3 separate regions of the Mus musculus genome follow, and regions 1 and 2 are each linked to region 3. Evidence: chromatin contacts called from public Hi-C data. All regions are on one chromosome and are shown on one strand. The core of a region is the stretch at or near the end of the contact, and the rest is flanking DNA. Distances in the headings are between cores, read along the strand shown.

Evidence for each region. Hi-C and Micro-C count contacts between places; a contact is called where the count stands out from the background.
Region 1: a contact with region 3 is called in a Hi-C map of liver, with 2.0 times the contacts expected there. The contact joins two enhancer-like sites. A contact is called at or near these places in 1 of 484 Hi-C or Micro-C datasets (liver), 2 of 115 datasets of contacts at active chromatin or transcription factors (both in embryonic stem cells) and 2 of 9 other capture datasets (adipose tissue and liver).
Region 2: a contact with region 3 is called in a Hi-C map of liver, with 1.6 times the contacts expected there. The contact joins two enhancer-like sites. A contact is called at or near these places in 2 of 484 Hi-C or Micro-C datasets (liver and nephron progenitors) and 2 of 9 other capture datasets (liver and pancreatic islet).

Annotation. Positions count from the first base shown.
Region 1 is chr2:5,821,427-5,824,126 of GRCm38.p6, forward strand. Cdc123 (cell division cycle 123) reads right to left here. Exons shown (of 13, transcript NM_133837.5): 5 at 1,676-1,771. Among named protein-coding and RNA genes, the nearest start is that of Gm29984, 2.8 kb to the right of the region's middle. Within about 2 kb of position 1,260, at least 8 of the 459 cell types and tissues checked have an H3K27ac peak or open chromatin away from gene starts, as enhancers often do. A contact at or near this core is called in liver, where this site is marked.
Region 2 is chr2:5,518,078-5,520,777 of GRCm38.p6, forward strand. All of the region lies in intron 2 of Camk1d (calcium/calmodulin-dependent protein kinase ID), which reads right to left. Among named protein-coding and RNA genes, the nearest start is that of Gm36853, 37 kb to the left of the region's middle. Within about 2 kb of position 1,439, at least 26 of the 459 cell types and tissues checked have an H3K27ac peak or open chromatin away from gene starts, as enhancers often do. A contact at or near this core is called in liver, where this site is marked.
Region 3 is chr2:5,667,847-5,670,546 of GRCm38.p6, forward strand. The region is part of intron 1 of Camk1d (calcium/calmodulin-dependent protein kinase ID); the gene reads right to left. Among named protein-coding and RNA genes, the nearest start is that of Camk1d, 46 kb to the right of the region's middle. Within about 2 kb of position 1,330, at least 17 of the 459 cell types and tissues checked have an H3K27ac peak or open chromatin away from gene starts, as enhancers often do. A contact at or near this core is called in liver, where this site is marked.

The sequences.
Region 1 (2,700 bases), core at 10-2,509, 150 kb after region 3:
AGCCCAGGCACACAGATGAGAGAGCACCAGTGCACAGCGCCTCCAGGGTCAAATTACACTTCTCAACAAACAGCATGATCAGCCCATGCTAGACACCCAGCCATGTACGCTGAGGACCAAGATGGCTCAGCAGGCAAAGGCACTTCCCACCAGCTTTGACCACTGACTGCAATACTGCGCCACACACGGGAGAAGAGAACCACGTCCCACAAATTGTCCTCTTCCAAAAATGCACACACAAGTATACCCACCCACAAAACAAATGAGTATAATTTTTTTTTTCAAAAAAGTGTAGTTATGCACACTGAGATAGGAGGACCCACACATTTAGACCAGGGCGTTTTTCACGATAAGATGGAAGGAAGGTTAATGAAGTCACACAGGTCAGGGCGAAGATTCACGTGGTGAAGAATCAGCTGCTCTCCACAGTGAAAGCAGTCATTTCCAGCCTCCCTGATTGGGGAGACCAACCGACGAGCACCTGAACTTGGATGCTCAGGGCAGTCAAGACCCTGTTCATCTGATCAGGAAGGAATAAGTCAAACAGTTTCACCACCACAACCCAAAGCAGGGCTGCACCGGACATGTGGACGTAAAGTAACCGGGCCCAACGCAGTGTGATAAAGTCACACTTCTATAGACAGCTCAGACACAGGCTAAAATACACAATGGAAAACACCAATAACTACCAAAACTGTCCCATTACCCACACTGCATGGAAGAAAGCACTGGTGTATACAAGTCATTCCATAAACAAATGAACAGGTGCATAAGGAATTTACAACCAGAAATAATCTTCCTATCTTAAGTGGAAACAAAGAAAATTTCAAACATTATTCATGTAGATGAAAAGTTGCCTGAGAAACTAAAAATGAATTTAAAAAACCTCTACATGATATCTTTATAATTTCTCCCAATAAAAAAAGACAATAAACTTCTAGTTAAAGAAAGTATACCCAAATCATATTTAATCCCACAAAAACATCAGTATGTACACAGCAAACCACACAGCTGAATAAAAAATAATGCAACTCTTAACTCTAAGGATGGCAAAACATGGAATGGGAAGATGTTATTAATTGTAGTAGTATGCCTCAGGTAAGGACAGGGTGTTTGCAAAAGGACGGTCATGGCAAACACCGAATATGCGGAGAAACAAAACTGGATCCCTGCCACTGTGTACAAGCGTGTCTGTGTCTGTGTGTGTCTGTGTATGCAAGGTTAGAGGACAACTTTCAACACTCAGTTCTCTCCTGCCTCGTGGGTCCCTGGAATGAACTCAGGTCATCTGGCTAGATGGCAGGCACTTTTACCCACTGAGCTATCTCTCTGGGCCACCATATTTATTGTACTTTTCAATAGAGAAAACCTTGCTCAACTGAGAGGGTGAAGTTTTAAATAATGCAGACTACGAACATACCCAGAATCCTAGTACAATTGGCAACACAAGAGGTCAAATTGTCTTTTGGCAGAATGCACAGTATTTCGTAGAAAGTACAAACAGCAAAATCAGAAGAATAAAACAACAGAGGAAAAATATAATAATCTCAACAGTGCTTTCCCTGAAATTAAGAATGTAATGGAAGGTACATTAGATGCTCGGAGGGAATATAAAATGAATACAGAACAAAACAAACAACTACTCAAATAGTGAGATTTCTTTACATCTTCCTACCCTTGGGGCACTCCAGTTAAGCTTAGGGAAGACACTACCCCCCAGCGAATTGATAGCTTCTTGGACTTGAGTGTTGAACTCAGGAAACTCTGGTGCCTAGAGAGACAGAGAACAGGTCGTGAGCAAGTCAACACCATTAGAAGAGTCACAGAAATCATGATCAACATTTCAATGTTTCAGTTAGGGTATCAAAACCAGAATTATATATAATGCAAATTATTGTTCTTATTCCTGCTCTCAATTAAATAAAATCACCAAGAAAGTAGTATTTACCAGAAAGAGGAATAAAATCATCAACTTCTTAAATGGTACTTTCCGAACCCACACGTCTCTGAAAACACAGATGTCACCAAGTGTGTGGTTCGGGAGGAGCAACTCAGTGGTCTTTTCTGAATCCTTACCTAATGCCAGCATCTGAGCCAAGTGAGAGGCATATCCCTGTAACCCAGCACATGTCAAGGACAGGCAGGGACCAGGAGCTCAGGACAGCCTTGACTAGACAGAAAGTTCAAGGCCAATAGCTGCTACACGATGCTCTGTCTACTAAGGTCTGGGCAAGGGTGGGAAGAAGGGGTGGGGATAAGGCAGTGGATGTGTGTGCTTAGCACAGCAAGCATGAGGACCCAGGTTTAACCCCGCAGTACAAAAGCAGACATGGCTACCCATGCCTGTAACCTCAGCATTGGGGGGCAGAGACAAGCAGATTACAAGAGCCCACTGGCCAGCCTCCCTAACTGAATCGACAAGCCCCAAGTTTACTGAGAGTCAAGGCAGTGAGATAAAGAGCAACAGAGGGCGATGCCCCGTATCTTCCTCCGGCCTCCGAGAACACGGCATGTATGTGCGCATACACACACTCACACAGTGACTAGCGTGAGCTATTTTTTGAGAGAAGAGATGCCGGTGGGAAGTTCTCAGAAATAATACCCCATACTTAAATGGTCATTTATGCAAAAGGTTCACTGAAAATGAAAAACACCTGATGAATAAATTATACCTAGACACTACTATTTACAAGTAAGTTC
Region 2 (2,700 bases), core at 189-2,688, 150 kb before region 3:
TGCTAATCATCCTTTTACCCAGTGGAGCCACAGTGTTTGCTGCCCACCCATTAGCCACTGCAGAGACCATTTTGTTGTTACCAGTTATCACAATGACTGTCAGAGGCCATAGTGTTTATATAAAAGGTTCAAGAAGGACCCTAATATGGATCCTGGGGAGTAAGAAGTTTATTAAAAGAATTTCTTTGACACAGTGGATAGACAGACAGACAACAGTATAGCAGGAGCTCTGAGGAGGGTTCAGACCCCAGCACCAAGAAAGACTTGGGGCATGGAGAAGGCTTTGAAGAGAGGAGAGCAGGGCCCCATGATAAGAGTCTTGTCTTAGAGCTTTCCAAGGATGTGGTGGTTTCACTACATAGCCTTGTAGCCTGGCTTTCTAATTTCCAGACAGGAATTGGGATAACAGGGAGAAAGTGAGGCCTCCGAGTACCCGCTTTGACATAAACTCACTTCCCCAGGCAAAAAATCCTGGAACTTGGATTGTTAGAGTCCTAGGTCATGCTCCAGTAGGCTGCCTGTGAGAAGGGGACTGGCTACTGCAGATCCTGTGGCCTGAGCAGCAACTGGATTCAGATAGCCATTCTTTCAGCAGGACCCAGTACCTTGGGCAGCACAGTGCATCAACGTAAGAGCTGTCTTCAATTCCCAGAACCGACACTTAAAAATGGACAAAAGTCAGGCATGGTGGCATGTACGTGAATTCCAGAACTGGGAGGATGAAGACAGCCTTCTTCCTGGGATTTGCTGGCCAACCTGACTAGTGTGATTAGGGAGCCTCACGATCCAATCATCATCATCATCATCATCATCATCATCATCAATGTTACTTAAGGAACAAGACCTTAAAGTTGTCCTCTGGCCTCCACTTGAAAGCATACATGTATGATATATGTATATATATAACACATATGCACATGCACACACACACACATGGAAAAGTAGAAGAGATGAAGGGAGGGAGGAGGGCAGGAGGGAGGGAGGGACAAATGAGCCTTGAAGCCCAATTACACAGGTGCAGATGTGGCCGCAAGGTCATAACCAGACAAAGCACCTAAGCAGGTAGAGCCGGGCTCTTTCCTGGGTCTCTTCCTGTGTGACAATGCAGTCACCAAAAGGAGAAAAGAAAGGTTATTCATCAGAGCTTACTATAAAGGGAGTTAGACACTGTCACTGTGTTTGGCAGAGACTCAAGAGAAAGCAGCCAGAGAAGTGGAGCAGGAGGCTTTGTAGCAGAAAAAAGGGAAGGCTTAGCTGTCCCCTGAGTGAAGACGGCTGGCCTGGTGACACTCGAGGCCTGGGATCTCTGCAGGAGCGCCTGGAACAGCAAGGCTCCCGTGTGACTGGGAGCATTATGTACCTGCCCCCCATTGGTTCTACGTTGGAAATGAGGACAAAAATCAGGGCAGCTGGCACTTATTGATCAAGTCCTTGTCGTTTGGACCAATCAGGATGGGGGTTATTGTCAGGTTTCCTTGGCCAGTCGACACAGACTTGAGGCTGGAGCTCTGTAGCGACATCTGATCTGGCTGTTAGCCATTGGTCCAATCATTTCTTTCCCAACACTATTCTAGGTTGGACACTGGCAGAACAAACCACTCAGAGCAGTTTTCTTGAAAATGGAGTGAAGATAGTTCAGAAAGTAGAGAGAAAACAAAGTAGCCCCACAATTCTAACAGGATGGGAGGAAAAATCAATTCCCCAGGCTGGGAGGGTGGTTCAGTCAGTACTTGCTAGCTTGTTAGCTGAGGACGTGATTTTGATCCCCAGCACCCATCTCAAAAGCTGAGCAGGCTGGGCCAGTGCTAGAGGTGGTGGGGAGGCAGAGACCACGGGCATCCATCTTTGAAACTCACTGGCCAGTCAATCTACCTGAGTCAAAGAGAGACCGTGTCTCAAAAAATGTCATGAAAAATGACTAAGGAAGGCTCTCCCTGTTGACTCTGGCATCCAGTCATGTGCATCTGAATGTGAAGATGCTCGCTCACACACACACACACACACACACACACACACACACACATGCACTCACACACGCATGTACATGCACACATACAAATGCATATCCACACACACAAGTATGTGCACACATGCATATGCATACACACATTCAAATGTGCATGTGAATATATGTGCACACATACACACATTCCATTTCTCAAGGAAAATCAGTAGCAGAAAGATGGATGAAATTCATTTAGCCATATAGACCTCCAACTGACCTGGAACTTATTATGTAATCTAGGCTAGCCTAAAACGCTTCATTGTTTAGTTTGGTATGATCTGGCCTCAGCCCCTGAAATGCTATCATCAAGCCAAGTAAATGTGTGAGAAGCGTCAGAAGGAACGTGCGCCTCTCTGCCCCAGGTCCGGTGAAGCCTCTCACCATCACCGACTAAGGAGTGAGAATTCTCCAACAGCCAACATTAGCTTTGAAGGCTGCCAACAAAGATAATACTTATTCGTGTACAGACATTTCATTTTAAAATAGCAATGAGAGCACATGCATAAGACCTTGGATAGAGCCCCAGCTTCCTCACAGGCATCTCCTGGGAATCTCACAAACAAGACTATTAACTCTGTTTACAGTAAGGATTCCTTCCTAGATCCTTCTAATCTAGAGTTTCATGTTATCAAGTAGAGTCCTGTCGGGGGCCATTCAGGAGCCACCCTGTGACCTCATTAGTTTCCTTAAGAACC
Region 3 (2,700 bases), core at 80-2,579:
GCTCAACTTAGAAAGAGATCAATGAGCTGAGGGTGATAACTCCTCACTATAATCCTAGCACCTCGAAGCCTGTGGCAGGAAGACTGCAAGTTTGAGGCCAGCCTGGGCTACAGAGTCTAGACCAGCCTGGGCTACATAGTGAGACCCTGTCAAGGAAGGGCCTGCCATAGCATCACTCCAGCTCCACTTCTGTATTTACTTAGACACAGTTTCTTTACCCTCAGAGTGATGAATATTCATCATTATGGACAGGACTAGGGGAGGGTGAGTGGAAAGGCTCCACCGCTTTACCAGAAACAACTTCTGCATTCTACTGTTACGGTACATACAAAGCATCTACTTGTACACAAGTGTGTGATAACAATCATTAGCTTAGTACTGAAGTAACTATATACATAGATTTTTAAATATTTATATTTAGACCCTTACTGATACAGAAATCTAATTTAAACATTATGTACATACTTTTGCAGGAATACATATGGTATTCCAGGATAAAATTCCTTAGGAATAGAATATTAGCTGAAAGGGGGAGGGGAAGAACTTATTATTTTAAGCTGATTCTAGTACTTTTTAATGATAATGACAGGTATCAAATGTCTATGGCATTTACATTCCATTTAACTGGTTACAGTTAAAATAATCATGATACTGTTCCATTTGAAGACATTGATATTTACAATAAGAAAGTGATATCCTTTATTTACCATGCTTAAGTTATGATAAAAAATATTCATCTGTCCACAGAGAAGCTGTGAGGGCTGGTGGCTTCGTGGAATTAGTTAGGAACGACTGAGAGACAGAAGATGAGAAGAAAGGCCACCCTTGGTTCCAGCACGTTTCCGGCCTTAAGATATTCCTAGAGAAGGGAGACATCTAAATTTCCTCTTTAGAATTAAGCTTTTCATACATTGGTCTTAAAAAACTTCTAGGCATGGGGCTGGAGAGATGGCTCAGCGGTTAAGAGCACTGACTGTTCTTCCGAAGGTCCTGAGTTCAAATCCCAGCAACCACATGGTGGCTCAGAACCATCTGTAATGAGATCCGATGTCCTCTTCTGGGGTGTCCGAAGACAGCTACAGTGTACTTACATATCATAAATAAATAAATCTTAAAAAAAAAAAAAACTCCTAGGCAGAGTTTAGGCCACACAAAACAGAGCTGTTAGCCAACACCTTTCTTTGACTTTGCCTCTAAACAACACTCAACTTCCTGTGTCAACTTTTCCATGGACTTAAAAGTGAATCTGCTCACTCAGGAAGGGCTCCCTGTGGAGCACGCTCCCTGTTCTGAAAGACTACATTGCGCAGACTCAGATTGATTGGCAGGCAAATGTTTGCAATGCATTGGGCTAAATTCTACACTAGGCAGCCCAGGCAGTGGCCACAAGGTCTTTGCTTATGTTAAATTAGAAATAATGGTTTTAACTGCAAAGAGAACTTAGAGCTAGAAGAAACAATGTTGGTGATTCGTCACGGATCTCTTAGGACACCCAAGCTGAGTCAAGGCCGTGGCTATCCTAGGATGCCTGAGAGGCACAGATGCACACAGTAAGATTAAATCCCGCCCCTCCTCATTTTCAGTTTTTGTGTTAAAAACAGGCACATGATGGAAATAAACCATTAAGACAAGATCCAAAAATAAGTTTAACTGGTTACCAAAACTCATATACAAAGTTCTCATTCTAATCACTTCTGTAAACAGCTGAAAGGTACGGACACCAAACCTCGGCTTGTGGAGCGCAATCAACTTAATCGGCTTCTTTGAAAGATTAATTTAAGTGAAGATTACCGATGGCTGCAGATGACACGGGTCCAATCGCGCAGCCCAGTTGAGATGAAGGAAAAATTGCGAAATCATACAAACACAGCTGCAGGCCAAACATGGAGATGGGGGGGGGGGGGGACCTCCTTCCTGGGTCCGAAACACAACTCTAAAGGACAGTGCTAAAGTCGAAACCGAAATGTCAGGAACAGCATGTGAAGGCTCAGGTACCCCAGGCTGGGACCTGCCCGTGGTCAGGACAGCAGGGGTCATGTGACCTGCCCTAGGGCGCTGCAGCTGTTTGGACAGAAAGCCCAACCAGCTAGCCAGGAAAAGGACAATCAACTGCTGTTGATCCTACCTCAAACCAGATTCTAAGTGCTTGTTTAAGCCGTTTCAAGGGCAAGTTCTGCTAAGTCCCAGACAGGAAGCATAAATAAGATGAAACTGGAAAAGAGATCAAATATGGTCTCCACAGACCTAAAAGGAAAACGTTCTACCCACAACATGCAATAAGGAGGTTAATTTGAAGACCCTTCTGGAAGTTGTGGCGGGGGGAGTCAGGGGTCAGTACCTGGACGTGTTATCATTGAGAATGGAAGAAGGTTAAACCCTCAACAGCACTTACCAGAGGCGCAGCTCAGAGACCAAACCAACTCCATCTTGGGTTCAGAGTCCAACTTGGAGAACCTGAGCTAAGGCTGAACCAACAAGCCTGCACCTCCAAGTCGCTCCCTAGCAACCACCAATCAGGAGGAAAGCAGCAGTTACGTTTATGGCTCGGCTCCTCGCACCAGCCAATTATTTTAAAGGAAAACAAAATTCTGTAACAGCCCCCACTCAGATGTGTGCCAGGCTGGAGTCCCCCTTGCTCGTTTGCTTACCTCTATAAATGCTCACTAGAAACTGGGCCTTATCCTCCCGCAGCTGGAGCGG